Regions from separate parts of the Mus musculus genome. Here region 2 is linked to region 1. Evidence: chromatin contacts called from public Hi-C data. All regions are on one chromosome and are shown on one strand. Each heading gives the region's core, a stretch centred on a gene start, on an enhancer-like site or on the middle of the called end of the contact. The rest is flanking DNA. Distances are from core to core; before and after follow the strand shown. Region 1 overlaps Prkd1 (protein kinase D1). Region 2 holds the start of Prkd1 (protein kinase D1).

Region 1 (7,146 bases), core at 1,461-3,960:
GATATATTCTCTAATTTTTTTTCTGAGACAATGTTTTTCTGTGTATCCCTGGCTGTCCTTGAACTTGCTCTGTAGACCAAGCTGGCCTTGAATTTAGCGATTTGTCTGGCTCTGCCTCCTCAGTGGTTAAAGGCGTGTACTACCACCACCGGGCTGAAGGATGCATTCTCAGATGTTTGATTTCTTTGCATTGAACAAGAGGAAAATGTAGATAAGTTCTTTCATATTTGAATTCTCTGTGTTGCAAAGACTACTACACCAAAACTAAAGGCGAAGTCATTGTGGGAAAATAATATGTGCGATAGGTAACTGGAAATAAATTTTACAGTCACTTAGAAAAAAGTAAGCGTACTTGTGAAAAATGAGTGGCCACTTACTGAATTCAAAGAGGAGAAAAATGTAAACAATTGAATGAATGTACTTGGGAACACATATCTTATGAATGAGGATATGACATTACATAGTTAAAGAAATGCAAGATTTTGGTGATGAGCGGTAGGAAAGATCTGGTGGTGATGAGAGGGTCTCTCTCAACAGTGTGTTGTTTGAATTCATAAATCTACTCCAGAGAAGATTAGGTATCTCTAGTGAAGCTGACATGCATGTTAACTTCTCAGACCCAAAGACACTTGTACCACACTAGTAACTGCATCACTGTTATGAAAAGCAGTAAAAACAAATAATGTCATATAAAAGGATGGCTAGATTTAGAAATTAATAATAATTATTTGAATTTTATAAACACGGAATTTGATTTACATGGGAATGATACACCAAGGTAAGTTTGAGTGAAAAAGTAAAATATTTACAGGATATAACATGAACATATATACCAATAATTCTTTGTGTGCTGCGGTGGACAGTTGTGATACGTAATCCTCCAAGGACCAGAGAAGCGTGATGTGTGCTGCCCCTGTAATTTGAGTACTTGGAAAACTTGAGACAGGAGGACTTCTTCAGGTTTGGGGTCAGTTCCAGGACAACCAGAACTGTTTATCAAGACTTTGTCTCAAACCAAACAACAACAACAACAAGCCTTCTAATCAAACAGACCAATAATCATGAACAGGAATGATTAAGCCACATCCTCCCTTTTATCTAGTCAGTCTGTATTAAAATTAAATACATAAACACACATATACATATACACATACACACACACACATATATTTTTGAAGGAATGTGGTCCCTCAATGTGTTCTAGGGTAGACATGAGTTTATGGCTATAATACAGTAAAGTATAGATTTCTTAAATGGGAAGATTTGACAATACACGTAATTGAATTGTACAAAGACAACTCCACTCTGAATGGCTTCTTGGCACATGAAGTCCCAGTAAAACATGTTTCAATACACACTTTGGGCTGGAAGGAGGGAGGGACAATTTGTAGTACACTGTATCTACTTTATGGCTACTGATTTCAAACAAATTTCAGATTCCCCTTATTGTCTAATCATATGTTTGGGAGGATGGGCTATTTATAAGATGTTAGCCTCACAGCTGCTGAGACAATGTGCTATAACTGCCACATTCATAAGCCAGCCCCCCAAACGCAGCAGATCAGCCATTTCTAATCTTTGAATTGAGAACAAATGTTGGAAAAAGGAACACTTGCAGATCTGTGTAGTCTCTATTCCCTCATTGAAATGCATTTATAGATGAAGTAGACAGAGTAGGCAAATGTCTGCACAAAACACTGCTACTTCATTAATATTTTCTATTACAAAGACTCTTTCTATGAAATCTGCCAGCCTCAAGGAAATAAGCGAATCAGTTTCTTTCTCTTTGGTGTTTTGTTTATTTTCCCTGATATGCAAATAAAAGTTTAAAGGAAATATTTTAGCAGTAAATATGAACTTAGATAAAAACCAAATGTAGCATGTGACTGCAGCTACCATCTGGTGTAAAGAACTGGTAATTTTGGAGGGTAGTGGGGGAGTTGTCTGAACTTGAACAAGTGTCAAGTTAAATGTGTCATTTCTGTCTTAGTGGAGGAAAATGGGAGCTGCACGCTCAAGAGTAATTCATCGAGAGAAGGTTGGTTATCACGTCAAGGCAAACATGAGCACATACTTTCCTTCTTACAAAGTTCGTTTGAAATATTTCAAACATAAATTTTATTTCTTGTTTTTTTAAAGCACATATTAGCTGCACAGAAGATTTCCATGGTAGCACTTCACACACGATCAGAAGGTAAATTGATGGCACTCCCTACAGTACTCTTTATGATTTAATAAGCACATTATAAACAGGCAAAACAATTCAGCAACATGCATCCCAATTCAGTTGTATAAAGCAGTCTACTTTTGAGGTAAGGAAGACTCAGGGATAAAATACCAAAATGCCTTGTAATTTATCCTGAAGGTGGGCTTTCTGCTACCTTTAGGTAGCAGTTGCTATTGCTACAAAACAACTTACCCTAAAGCCTAGTGCTGAAAAGTGGCTCATTTGCTAATATATTTTACATGTTAGGAGGTCAGTGAGGTTCAGTCTCTGTGGAGGTGGTTGGGGTGTCCGTTGAGGGACTTCAATGGCTAGAAATAGAGTCATGTCTTTCCCATGCCTAGCTTGATGGCAGGAAGGACCATAGGCAGACTTTTCTGAGGCCACAGACTGAGTGTGTCATGAGCTTAAGTCCACACGTGTATGGCCAGGGCTTCTCACAGCCCACAAGGAAGGAACTTATGAAGAGGCAGAGAACTAGTCAGGTTACATACCCTTATCTACAGTGTGTTCTTTTCATTGAAACAGTTGCAAACTCCTTCAGATTTCATGAGGTTATAAATGTCATCACTTAATGAGGGATACAAAGAACCATTTTTAAAGCTGCAAGAAACTATTTCAGTTATTTGTTCTCCCTAATTCACTGAAGTTTTGGCTGGCCCTTCCTTTGTAACGCTTATATAATATGGCTACAGGAGGGCATGTATCTGTGTTTTGAACACATAGGGTCAGTATTAAATTACTTAATGAATATATAAATTCTAGGACATGGTTACCACTCCCTGTTCCCTGCCCTCTGTATATATGCATATATACATATATGTGTGTATGTATGTATAACACACACACACACATCATTATGAATTATGAATAGGTCAGAAATTTGAGAGTTAAAATTGAGATGAGAAAATGAGACAGGAGAGCTAACATACCAACTGGTAGAAATAGAAGGAACCAAAGTAGAACAGAAAGAAAAGGGGGAAGTAAAAGAGGCCAATACAAAGGAGTTAGAGAAGAAATGACAGTAAGACATGACTTGGGGAGATGAGGGCCAGCAAGCAATAGAATCAAAATAAAAGAAAGCTCGAGGCTTACTTGTGTGCCTAGCCAGTTCCATTTGTACTACAAGTACGAGATGTTTCAATATGATTTAACCCTTTTAGAAACAATTCTGTTACCTATTCCTTACCCCCTTGATAGCCGTGACCTGAAATAGAAAAGCAGAGGCGGTGCATCAGTGTGAATATTGTTTTATTTCTGGCTAGACTCTATTGGAGAGGAGCTTTCCAGTGATCAATGTGCAACCAGTCAGCGTGGAGTACTGGAATGATTTTGTACTTAGCAGGTCTAGGGAAGACCCTTCTATCATATTTCCAAGTGATGATATTGCCTTTGGTCCTAGACCTATATTTCATAGTATAAGACAGGATGAAGTGGGAGAAAGAAAGCCACATGAAGTGCAGCCATAGAGGGCCATCCACTCTGGATACAGAATGCTGGGTTTGCATCTGATTCTTTATCTTTCTGCTATAGAAACCATAATTCCCATATGCCCGAGCCTCTGTCTTCTAGATGTTAAGATTTACTCTCTTGTCTTGTATGGTTCCATGAGCCATTGTTTGTGGCATACTGGGCCTCAATTTTTTTTTTCAATTCTCTGTCTCTATAAGTACCTATCTATTATTATGTTCTCAAAAGAATTTGGTTTTTAGAGAACAAAACCCAATTACAGGTGTTAATGTTTGCTCCATGAGCACATAAATCTGCCCCAGAGTAATAACTCAGTATCTTGGTTGGCTTATTTATTTATTTTTAAAAAATTTATGTAAATGAGTATTTTCTTTGCATGTGTGCCTATGCAGCATACCTGGAGGCCAGAAGAGGGCATCAGATCCCCCGGAGTTGGAGTTATAGTGGTTGTAGCCTGTCTTTTGGGTGCTGGGAATCAAACCAAAGGCATCTATAAGAGGAGCCAGTGTTCTTTACTCCTGAGCTATCTCTCAATATTTTTTGTTGGTTAATTTTTATCTGACAGCTTGTTGCAACCCAGAATCACCTGTTAGAGAGTCCTAGTGAGGAATTCGCTAGATCAGTTTGGATTATGAGCGTATCTGTAGGGGACTGTATGAAACTCATGTAGGGAGACCCCACCCCAACCCCACCTGGTTGTAGGCAGTACCATCTCATTGGCTAGACTCCGAACTCTGAGTTGAGAAAGCTAGTTGAGCCTAAGAAAATGACTACGTTAGCAGGCAGCATGAGGACGTCCGTTCTCTCTGCCCTTGACTGTGGATATGGTGTAGCCAACTGTCTCAAGCGCTCACTTCCGTGACTTACCTTAAACGATGAACTGTAACCTGTGATTATACGCCAAGTAAACTCTTTCTTCTCTAAGTTGCTTTTGGTCAGGACACTTTATCATAAAATTTGTGAAATGAAGTGAAGTGAGGAGGCTGGCCTTTATTGTGGAGGGAAAAGGACATGAAAAAAATTATTCCTTACTTTGGATAAACATAGCTACAAAGATAAAAAAAAAATGAGGAAAAAAACCAAAAAGCTATAGCCAGGTGGTGGTGGTGCACACCTTTAATCCCAGCACTTGGGAGGCAGAGACAGGTGGATTTCTGAGTTCGAGGCCAGCCTGGTCTACAGAGTGAGTTCCCAGACAGCCAGGGCTATACAGAGAAATCCTGTCTCAAAAAGTCAAAAAAAAAAAAAAAAAAAAAAAAAAAAAAAGAGGACAATCCTACAATCTTGAGAAAATATTTGTGTTCTTACTTAGAACACTGCTGTTCACAATTTCTACCCTGTTATAGAGTGGATGGATAAATGAGTAACTATTTATCCCAAGGGACTAGACCCACACTTTGGTACAAATTTATTATTATCCTTTATGGTGAGTTAGGAAGTATCTAACTCTCATCCTCAATCCTGTTGAAATGTATTCTACTTTACTAGAGTGAGTTTCCCTGTCTCTCCTGGTAGCACTGTAATACTGTTACACACACACACACACACATACACACACACAAATCTATATATTTAAGGATAAAACTCTCTGCATGATCGACAACTACTTATTGGCTGTCAGGTGTCACCTTGACTCTTCCTGTATATCTCATTGTCATGACACCCACAGCATTGAGAAGAAATAATCATGATATATAATTTTGCTTTGGGGACTGTATCAACTCTCTTTCTTTGACTAGAAAATGCCACACATATCTTGTGTGTGTAACCTGAGAAAGCCACTCTTCTGAAACCAGTGGAAGACTATATCTTTCAGTTTCTCATTAAGGAAAGCTGATCTCACTCAATTTTGAGCACAAAATTGTGTCATTTGGAGACTTCTCATATGCTGCAGCAGGCATATGGTTGGCAATTTCTTGCAGTGCAGCATTAATCTGAAATGGTCTTCTGCTAAGATGTTTTAATTCTCTATCTCTCTCAATATCTACTGATGGGAGGGTAACTGCTGGATTGTGATGTCATCTGACTGATGCTAGAATCTCTGCATTCTCAAGGCTCTCTAATTCTCAAATAAATAAATGTTAGTTAGATAGAGACATGATAGATATTATATAGATGAAAGAAAGAATGAATATATAACCATTAAGCTGAGCCTGGTGGTGAAGACCTGGCGTGCCTGCTATTTTGGAGGCTCAAAGCAAAAGAACTCTGAGCTACCAGTTGAGCTCAAGGCTAGCATTTAGCAGCCTGAAAAAAAAAACCATTGATAAAATAGTTAGGGATATAACTATATGTAGAGTGCTAAGATTAGCTTTGTGCCAAGACTTCGTTCAGTTTTCAGTATCAGAAAAGCAAACACACAAGTAAACAAGGTGCATGTTTAATTAAGAATCTTCTTAGAAACTCCTAATGGCTGATTACATAACTGTCTTCAAGTTATTATTCTAGACTGGCAACCATGAACAAAGGGCTTAGCAGGCTTTGTGCAGACTTACTCAGTGAGTGATGCAAGCATGTATACTGCACATGAGCTCACTTGCTGGAACAGGCAGGTTGTTAGATCTTGAAGCAAGCCATTGGAGACTTTATTTGCTATAGAAGGCATAACTGAGGAGTCTATTAACCCTCCATGGTATTGGTATGGGGTTCAGAATACTCAAATGATACTGACTCTAATTTGATTTATTAACTTGTAATTTTCAGGATTCATTTATCTAGGAAAGAGAGGGCACTGTTCTGAGTCTTCTGTTACCAAGGTAATGGTGGTTAGGGTTATGGGAGTTAAAAATCAAGTTTATCATTTTCTTTGTTTCTGGTTGTTGAGGCAAGGTCTCACTATGTAGCTCTGACTGGCCTGGAACTCTCTATGTAGACCAGTCTTGCCTATAACCCTTGGAGGTCTGCCTACCTCTATCTCCCAGGTTCTGAGACAAGAAGCATGGACCATAACCACACCCAGCATTGCCGTGGTTGTTGAGGATGGTTTAGTTCCTACCTTTACTTTTACAAATGGAAACTTTTGAAAACTTGTTTTGGAAACTTGGCCAAGTTATTATTGAGCCTAGTTGCTACTACTAAGCTTGACCCTTGTAGACTTTGGCAGAATGTTGTAAGTGTGACAGAGGCTATTTTACCGAAATGAGTAAAGGACACTTAGAACATTTGGAGTCTATTATTTCCAGTTAAGGACTTTCCAAATACAGAATTGCATCCTCCCTTAAAATGGCAAAAAGTGATTAAAAAAGAAAAACAGGAAAAGGAAACAAAACAAAAAACAAACAAACGAAAAACTCCAAAAAAAAAAAAAAAAAAAAACCAAAAAAGAAACCCAAGGCCTCAAGCCTTGCCTCCCAGTGATGGCGATCCTGAGTACTGAATCCTGAGTGTATTGACTGTGTGCAGTGTGTACCTGAAGGCTGAGGCAGCCTCGGAGAGCTGGGGTGCTCTGTAAG
Region 2 (7,146 bases), core at 2,762-5,261, 85 kb before region 1:
CTTGCTCCAGGCAATGGATGCCGCCATCCACAGTGGGCTGGTCCCACCCCCATCAATCACCAATTATGAAAACTCCTTATAGGATTGTGTCCAATCCAATCTTATGGAGGGATTTTATTAATTGAGGTCCTCTCTTCTCAGAGGACTATAGCTTGTGTCAAGTTGACATAAAACCATGCAGCACACCATTAGAACCTTATTTTTCTTTTGTGCCCTTTGTGCCATCTGTATCTAACCCGGGTTGACAGAAAATTATTATGAATACTTTAAAACAAGCAACAATAAAATGTGTATCCATCCATCCATCTATCCATCCATCCATCCATCCACTGATACATTCATCTCTCCATATTTATCCTTAAGCAACAGCTTCTAGAGTTCAATAATATATATAGAAAGTATATGCTATAATCATATCTGCTTCATATTTTTGAGTTCCAAACTTTCAAAGTTTTTATATAGTTCCTCTAGTCCTCAGTATCTTACATTGTAAATGTTTAGACTAGAGTGTATAATCCCTTCATCCACAGAACTGTGAGATTTTAAATTTTATTTTCTGTTTCTGCTACCCCTCTTAGTTGGACCAAGTTTAAAGTTCTCCTAATCTGACTTTTATTCAAATCAGACTTTTTTTCTTTTTCAAACTGCTTTCTATTGTTGATTTTAAATTACTAGATAATTCCAAAATTATTGGGACATATAACCTGTTTGAAAAACACCTACAAGATTAGCATTGTTTTATGCACCCTGGTCACTCATTTAGGGTAGAATGTTGATTAAAGCTTTGAAACTTCTTGGACGATGTCGTTAGATATCATCAGAGTTACCTCAGCAACATTAGCCAAAATGCAAACTGGAAAGAATTCATTTCAAAAGACTCAGTCATGGGGCTGGTGAGATGGCTCAGTGGGTAAGAGCACCCGACTGCTCTTCTGAAGGTCTGGAGTTCAAATCCCAGCAACCACATGGTGGCTCACAATCACTCATGAGATCTGAGGCCCTCTTCAGGTGCTGTCTGAAGACAGCTACAGTGTACTTACTTAATTATAATTAATAATAATAATAAAAAAAGACTCAGTCATTAATTTTAGTCACAACTTATTTCTTAAGTACTCTTTTGTTTTCCAAGGGTAAAATATCTAGAAGGGCTTGAAATCACTAATGCCCTCCCAAATCCTCCATGTGTTTTGCTCATTATTTTGTAGTCAAAAGAGAAATATACCAGGTTCCTTAGATATATCCATTCATTCCTTTGCCATTCAGCAAAAGTTAGTACCAGTTCGCAGCCTTCCAGTCTTCACATGCCTACCATAACAATTTCCACACTCACTGGGTGTGGCACATGGCTGAAATCCCAGCTCCAGCTCCAGCTCCGGTGAGGAGGAAACAGGACCATAGCCCATTGAGGTCATCTTTGCCTACAGAGTGAGATGCTGTCTCAATCCAGCTCCCCATAGGAAAGAAACTTGGAACTGTCAACTCTGTGTGTATGTGAGTGTGTGTGTTTGAGTGTGAGTGTGTGTGAGTGAGTGTGTGTGTGTGAGTGTGTGTGAGTGTGTGTGTGAGTGTGTGTGTGAGTGTGTGTGTGAGTGTGTGTGTGTATGTGTGTGAGAGGGTGTGTGTGAGAGAGAGAGAGAGAGAGAGAGAGAGAGAGAGAGAGAGTGTGTGTGTGTGAGGTTCTGCTGGCTATAGAGTTCAAGCTGCTTTAAGTTTTGTTGTGTCTTTGTGTTGCTTCCTTTTTTTTTTTCTTCATCTAGTAATGGCTTAGGTTCTTTAAAATAATTTCAATTTCTTGGTCTGTTTCTGTCTTTTGCTTCCTTTTCAACTATTTCCAGCACCCTACAAGAATCTTTCACATCATGGATACAGCATAAGGAGTTATTCACAGATTTTTCTTCCAAAGTGGTTCACCCGTGTTTTTCTCTCTCTCTCTCTCATAAAATTGATGAGTATGTGAAGTTGTTCTGAGAAACCTTGTCTAGCTTTGAATTGACCTCCAATGTAGTCTTGACCCACTTCTGTTCCTTGAATATGGGGCTCATAATTCCTGTTCTGGTTATTACCATTTGACTGTTTAGTGTCATTTCAAACGAAATGCTTAGAGAATGAATCGTCCTTCTCCCCAACCTGCTTCTTTTCTGTTTTCTGTCTCAATTATTAGCAGCAGAGAATCACACACATTTCTCAAAAAACCATAGAGTCCTTGGTGACACTTCTATTTCCCTACCATTGGAGAATCTGCGTAAACAGCAGGGTCTCCATCCTGCCTCCACATTAAGAACTCTAGCCTCTTGTTTCTCAGCACCTCCACTACCATCATGATGATCCTGTAGAGGGAGGGGCAACAGCTAGGGTCCCTAACCTACTGCCCCTGCTTTTATTCCTTTCGCTTGCGATTTGCTTCCTGCATAACAGTCAAAGAATGTTCCTTCAAAACATGTTAATCACATCTACTGGCTTGTTGAAATCCTCCCAGTGGTTCAGTGGTGCATTGAGAATAAACCACAAACAATTTAGCACAGCTTTGAAGAACTGGTTCCTATTTGCCCTCCAGCCTCATTTCTTCTGTGCCTTAAGCAAGTGCAGTAAGCCCTCTCTTGGGGTCTTTTGCATGCTATATGACTTGAAGACCATTACCTAAGCTTGTCTTAAGACCAGTCCTTCCCATCAACCAGTCCTTGGCTCAAATGGAAACACCCCAGGAAAGATTTGTTTTCTTCACTGGTCAAAGTGTTGAGCCTCATGTTCTTGATCATGGTTACTGCTGTTAACCACTGTGTTACTGTTATTTATGGCAATTGTTGCTGTCAGAACTAACTTCATTTACTGTCTTACTTTTATATTTTCAATGTAATCAGTTATGGCAAGAACATAGTCTGACTTCATAAGTGGATAGCTAGTGCCCGCAGACTCTGGGACAGAAGTCCTGTGTTCAGAGCTATGATAGCTAGAAAGCACAGATGGCTTAGGTAAAACTAGTTCCTTTAAAGCAGTCTGTAAACTTAGGAACGACACCCCTATCCAGTCTACTCAAATAGTCGTTTGTACCATTAATTTAGAGAGTTTTCTAGAATAGTGAATTGACTATATGTAGGTGGGAATTTCAAGATTCCATTACTGACATACAACACAACTCTGTAGAAAACCACATCTCAATGTTCTGGTCCAGAAGAGAACCATTAATCAAAAACAGACAAACAAGCAAACCAACCAAAACAAAACAAAATTAACACACTGCAAACGAAAATATGCAAAAATGGTTTGTGTGCTTGTGCATGTAAGAGGACACATTGGGGAAACTAAAGTGAGAAGAAGCGCTGCCAAGATGGAGCCTGTTCAGAATTTACTAAGAATTATCAGAAGGCCTCTGATAACAATCATTGCAGCCTGTTAAACCAAATAGGGTCCCTGTACATCTACAGATGCAAAGAACCCATCCCGATAGAAAGGACAGAAATATAGTCAGGCTCTACTGTCTCTGAAGCACCTCTTTTTGCCCAGCCACCAGTATAATCAGATCAAAATTAGTGCTGTGGGTGTGGGGCTGGAATTGCTCCTAGAAAGCCAGGTTAAGGTTGACAGTTTTGAAGAGGCTGAAACACAGAAGTTCCAAACACAAAACAAAGTAGAAAGCAAGAACCCTATTTAGACCCTTAAGAAGGCGGTGGGTGGAGCAGGTGGGGTTGATGGAAAGGATACAGACTCCGCTATTACAAGAGAGACACGGTTTTAAAGAGGTCAGCTGACTGGCCCTTTAACAAACTCGAGGGCTCCCAGAGGGAGTCCCCCGTTAGGTGGGCTCTACCAGGCTGGCGTTTCCCGGTCCACTCCTGTGCGGGCGCTTGGAAGGGGGTGGTCAGGACTGCCCTGAATGGGCGGGTCCGCGGCTTTAGAGTCCGCCGAGTGGGCTGGGGCGGCTGCTGCGCGCAGGGGGCGGCTCCCCGTCGGGCTCCGGTTCCCCTCGTCGGCTCCGCGGCGCCGCCCTCGCCCCGCCCCGCCCCGCCGGCGCCGGTCGCGCGGACCCGCCGTGGTCCCCGGAGCGGAGCGCGCCGCGGCCGCAGTAGCTGGGCGCCTCCCCCGCGCTGCCGCGCGCCCGCCTGCTCGCCTGCCCGCCCGCCGGCCCCGGCTCCGCTCGGCCATCTTCGCGGCTCCCGCCCTCACCAGCTCCGGTCGCGCGCCCTGTCCCCGCGCGCGGACTTTCCCGGAAAGTTTGGTGGTTCTTCTCCGCCGCCGCAGGCAGCGGCGCCGCGCCCCACGTCCGCCAAACTTTGGGGCTCACTGGCGCGATGAGCGTCCCTCCGCTGCTGCGACCGCCTAGCCCGCTCCTGCCCGCCGCGGCCGCCGTGGCTGCTGCCGCCGCTGCGCTGGTCCCAGGCTCCGGGCCCGCGCCCTTCCCGGCGCCTGGGGCCGCCCCGGCGGGGGGCATCTCGTTCCATCTGCAGATCGGCCTGAGCCGCGAGCCGGTGCTGCTCCTGCAGGACTCCTCTGGCGACTACAGCCTGGCGCATGTCCGGGAGATGGCTTGTTCCATCGTGGACCAGAAGGTAAGGTGCCCCGGGTCCACCAACTTTGCAGCCGACCTCGCCTGCGCCGTACAGCCTGGCTGTGGCCGGACTGCATGCCCTAGCCCCAGGCACTGCTCTGCCTGCCGCGCAGTCTTCCTGGGGGCTGACCTCCTGCTCCTTCTCTGGCACGCCTGCCTTCTCACCTCCTTTACCTCCCTTCTTGCGATGACAGTTCAAGGAATCTTGCACTTTTCTCCTCGCGCTCCGGCGTATTCTTGAGGTTTCCTGGCTGTCCTGACTCTTTTTCCCTGGACCAGAGCCTACCTGGTACCAGATCCGCTTTCCAGCGCCAGAGATCCCTTGGGACAGCCCAGAGCTTTTTCAGCCCCACTCCCTTCCACTACATCCTCTTTCAGCTCTAATTGATGCTGAGGAGTTCCGGGTGTGACCTGGACGCCAGGAATTTCTCACCTGCCAATAGTGCTTTTAAGAAAGGGTGATTGATTAAGCCAGCTGTGAAAACAACCGAGGAGTTGGTACCACTACCCAAGTCCGCCCTGGATTTAGTACTACCACTGTGCGAGCTTAGAAACATTTTCCAACAATAAAACCTGAAATTTACAGCGTTTTTTGGCTTAAATTTCCATGCACTGATCTTGGGAGACTGGAGTAGTGAGAAGGTCTGTGGTTCCAAGAACATCCAGTGCTGGCTTTGCTCTTAAGTTTGAGGCTATGGGACTTTGGATAGTGGTCATCAAAGACTGGCTGGGGAGAGGCCCATAAAGCTGGGCTAGGCCACCCATCATTGTTTCCAGTGCACTTTTGAAGTTAGGTTATCTCCACAGCCATCCAGAAGGATGCTTCATGTAAGGGGGAAGGGCCCTTGGTGCCACTCCTTCACAGTATGGACTGCCAGGGTTCTGGGGGAGGAGAGAGAGATAGAGGAGTTAGCTAAAGGTGCTGACTTTCAACTCTGGAGGGCTGACTGGCTAGTTCTCACCCTTTAATGAACAGTCAAGAGCGGATTTTCTTAAACTGTTTGGAACAACGTGTCTTACGCTTTTTGAGCGGTGTAAATAGTGGTGCTGAGTACAGAGGTCTAGGGAGTTGCTCTGGGGAAGCACCCACTAATGCAGGAAGTGAAAATTCTAGAGGTCAGACTCAAGTAACAGTGAGTGCCTTGAAGTTTTGTTAATTAAAGGGAGTGATATTTTTTCGTTATATAATTGAACTCTTTGTAGTTCCCTTGAAGTACTGAATCCAGCCGCCCCCTCCCCCAGGATGGTGAATTATGCAAGTATTCTAGGCTCTGACTGCCTCACTGTATAGCCTTCAAATATTTCTGTTATGATATGGATTAATTAATTAAAAAGCACTGCCACACAGGCATACACAACACATGTAATGAAATTATTCAGAAAGTCCCTTCGGTACTATAACAACAATCTAACTGTAAGTTCTAAAGAAGATGGTGTAGTGTTAGAATATCCCAAAAGGGCTAAGTTAATACAAACTTTGTTTTGACCTGCTTAAACTCTGTGTGTTTCTGTGTTTCTGGTCTGTCCTTGAGGTTTTGAGTGGGGAATATGATTCAAGAGGTTTGGGTTGGGGTTTGGATACAGTGAATTTTACAGTTGACTCTGGGTTGCTGCCTGGGAGTGTTATCAGTACCCAGGAGAAGTGCAAGCAAGAGGACATGCAGGGCAAAGCAGGCTGGGACAGCCTCAGTAGTAGATACACAGAAGGTTCACTTAGGAAAAAAAGTCTTGAGATGATTAGGAACTTACATTGTAAAAAAACAAAAAAACCGAAAACTCGGTAATCTTCTCAAAAGAGAGATATCCATACCGCACGTATCTGAGATCCACATTAGCTTTGTGGAGGGTGTTTTAGAATGGCCAAAATGTAATGGCAGAAAGAAAACTGGAATGCAGTCAAGTGTTGTGCTGTGTAGACCTGAGCCAAGATCTGGGGGTGGGGATGAGGGGAGGAGCTGGAGGAAGGCTGGAGAGCAGGGAGCCAGCCCCACTGTGTGTTCTAAGGGAATCCTGTATGTATCCTGCTTATTATGCAGTTCTTCACCAAAAGAAAAGTTTGAAAAGTTTTCCTGGGACAGCCATATCCTTTTGTTTTTATGGGTATGGCAAGTTGAGTTATTTTGAAATGTGAATTTTAGCAAATATTATAAGTCCCTAAGTCACGGGTCTAGACAGTGTGCCTTGTCAGTTATTCTATTATCTGTCGTTCTAGATATCAATAACCTATTATCTGTATTTGTCCTCCTCCTCATCTATCATCTCTCTGGCTATCTCTATCAATCATGTAACTATCAATCGCCTGTTATCTACCTGTGCGTCATTTTGTTATCTATGTATCTTCTGCATCTATTTTGGGATATGTTATTTGCCAAGACAGAATTCTTGTGCTGTGACTGCAGTAGTGGGCAGCTTGCAAATGTGGAGGTAAGGAAGTTGGGGGGGGGCTTTTATCCTTTGTCTCATGCTTTCTCTTATGCTTCCTGAAGACATTAACTACGAGGAAGAATGACGAGAGAGAGAGAGAGAGAGAGAGAGAGAGAGAGAGAGAGAGAGAGAGACATACATAAATACATAGAGGCTTTTCAACAGAAGGTTCTCTTGAT

The links. A called contact is a pair of places that touch in the nucleus more often than the background predicts.
Region 2: a Hi-C map of Sertoli cells shows a contact between it and region 1, with 5 times the contacts expected there. The contact joins the promoter of Prkd1 here to the enhancer-like site in region 1. A contact is called at or near these places in 3 of 39 promoter capture datasets (3T3-L1-derived adipocytes, embryonic stem cells and second pharyngeal arch cranial neural crest), 7 of 484 Hi-C or Micro-C datasets (Sertoli cells, brown adipocytes, cerebral cortex and 3 more), 1 of 115 datasets of contacts at active chromatin or transcription factors (neural progenitor cells) and 3 of 9 other capture datasets (adipose tissue, liver and pancreatic islet).

The regions. Positions count from the first base shown.
Region 1 is chr12:50,559,790-50,566,935 of GRCm38.p6, reverse strand. The region is part of intron 1 of Prkd1 (protein kinase D1); the gene reads left to right. Among named protein-coding and RNA genes, the nearest start is that of Prkd1, 86 kb to the left of the region's middle. Within about 2 kb of position 2,710, at least 3 of the 459 cell types and tissues checked have an H3K27ac peak or open chromatin away from gene starts, as enhancers often do. A contact at or near this core is called in Sertoli cells, where this site is marked.
Region 2 is chr12:50,646,114-50,653,259 of GRCm38.p6, reverse strand. It overlaps Prkd1 (protein kinase D1), which reads left to right and starts at 4,011. Exons shown (of 19, transcript NM_008858.4): 1 at 4,011-4,544. The coding sequence starts at 4,287.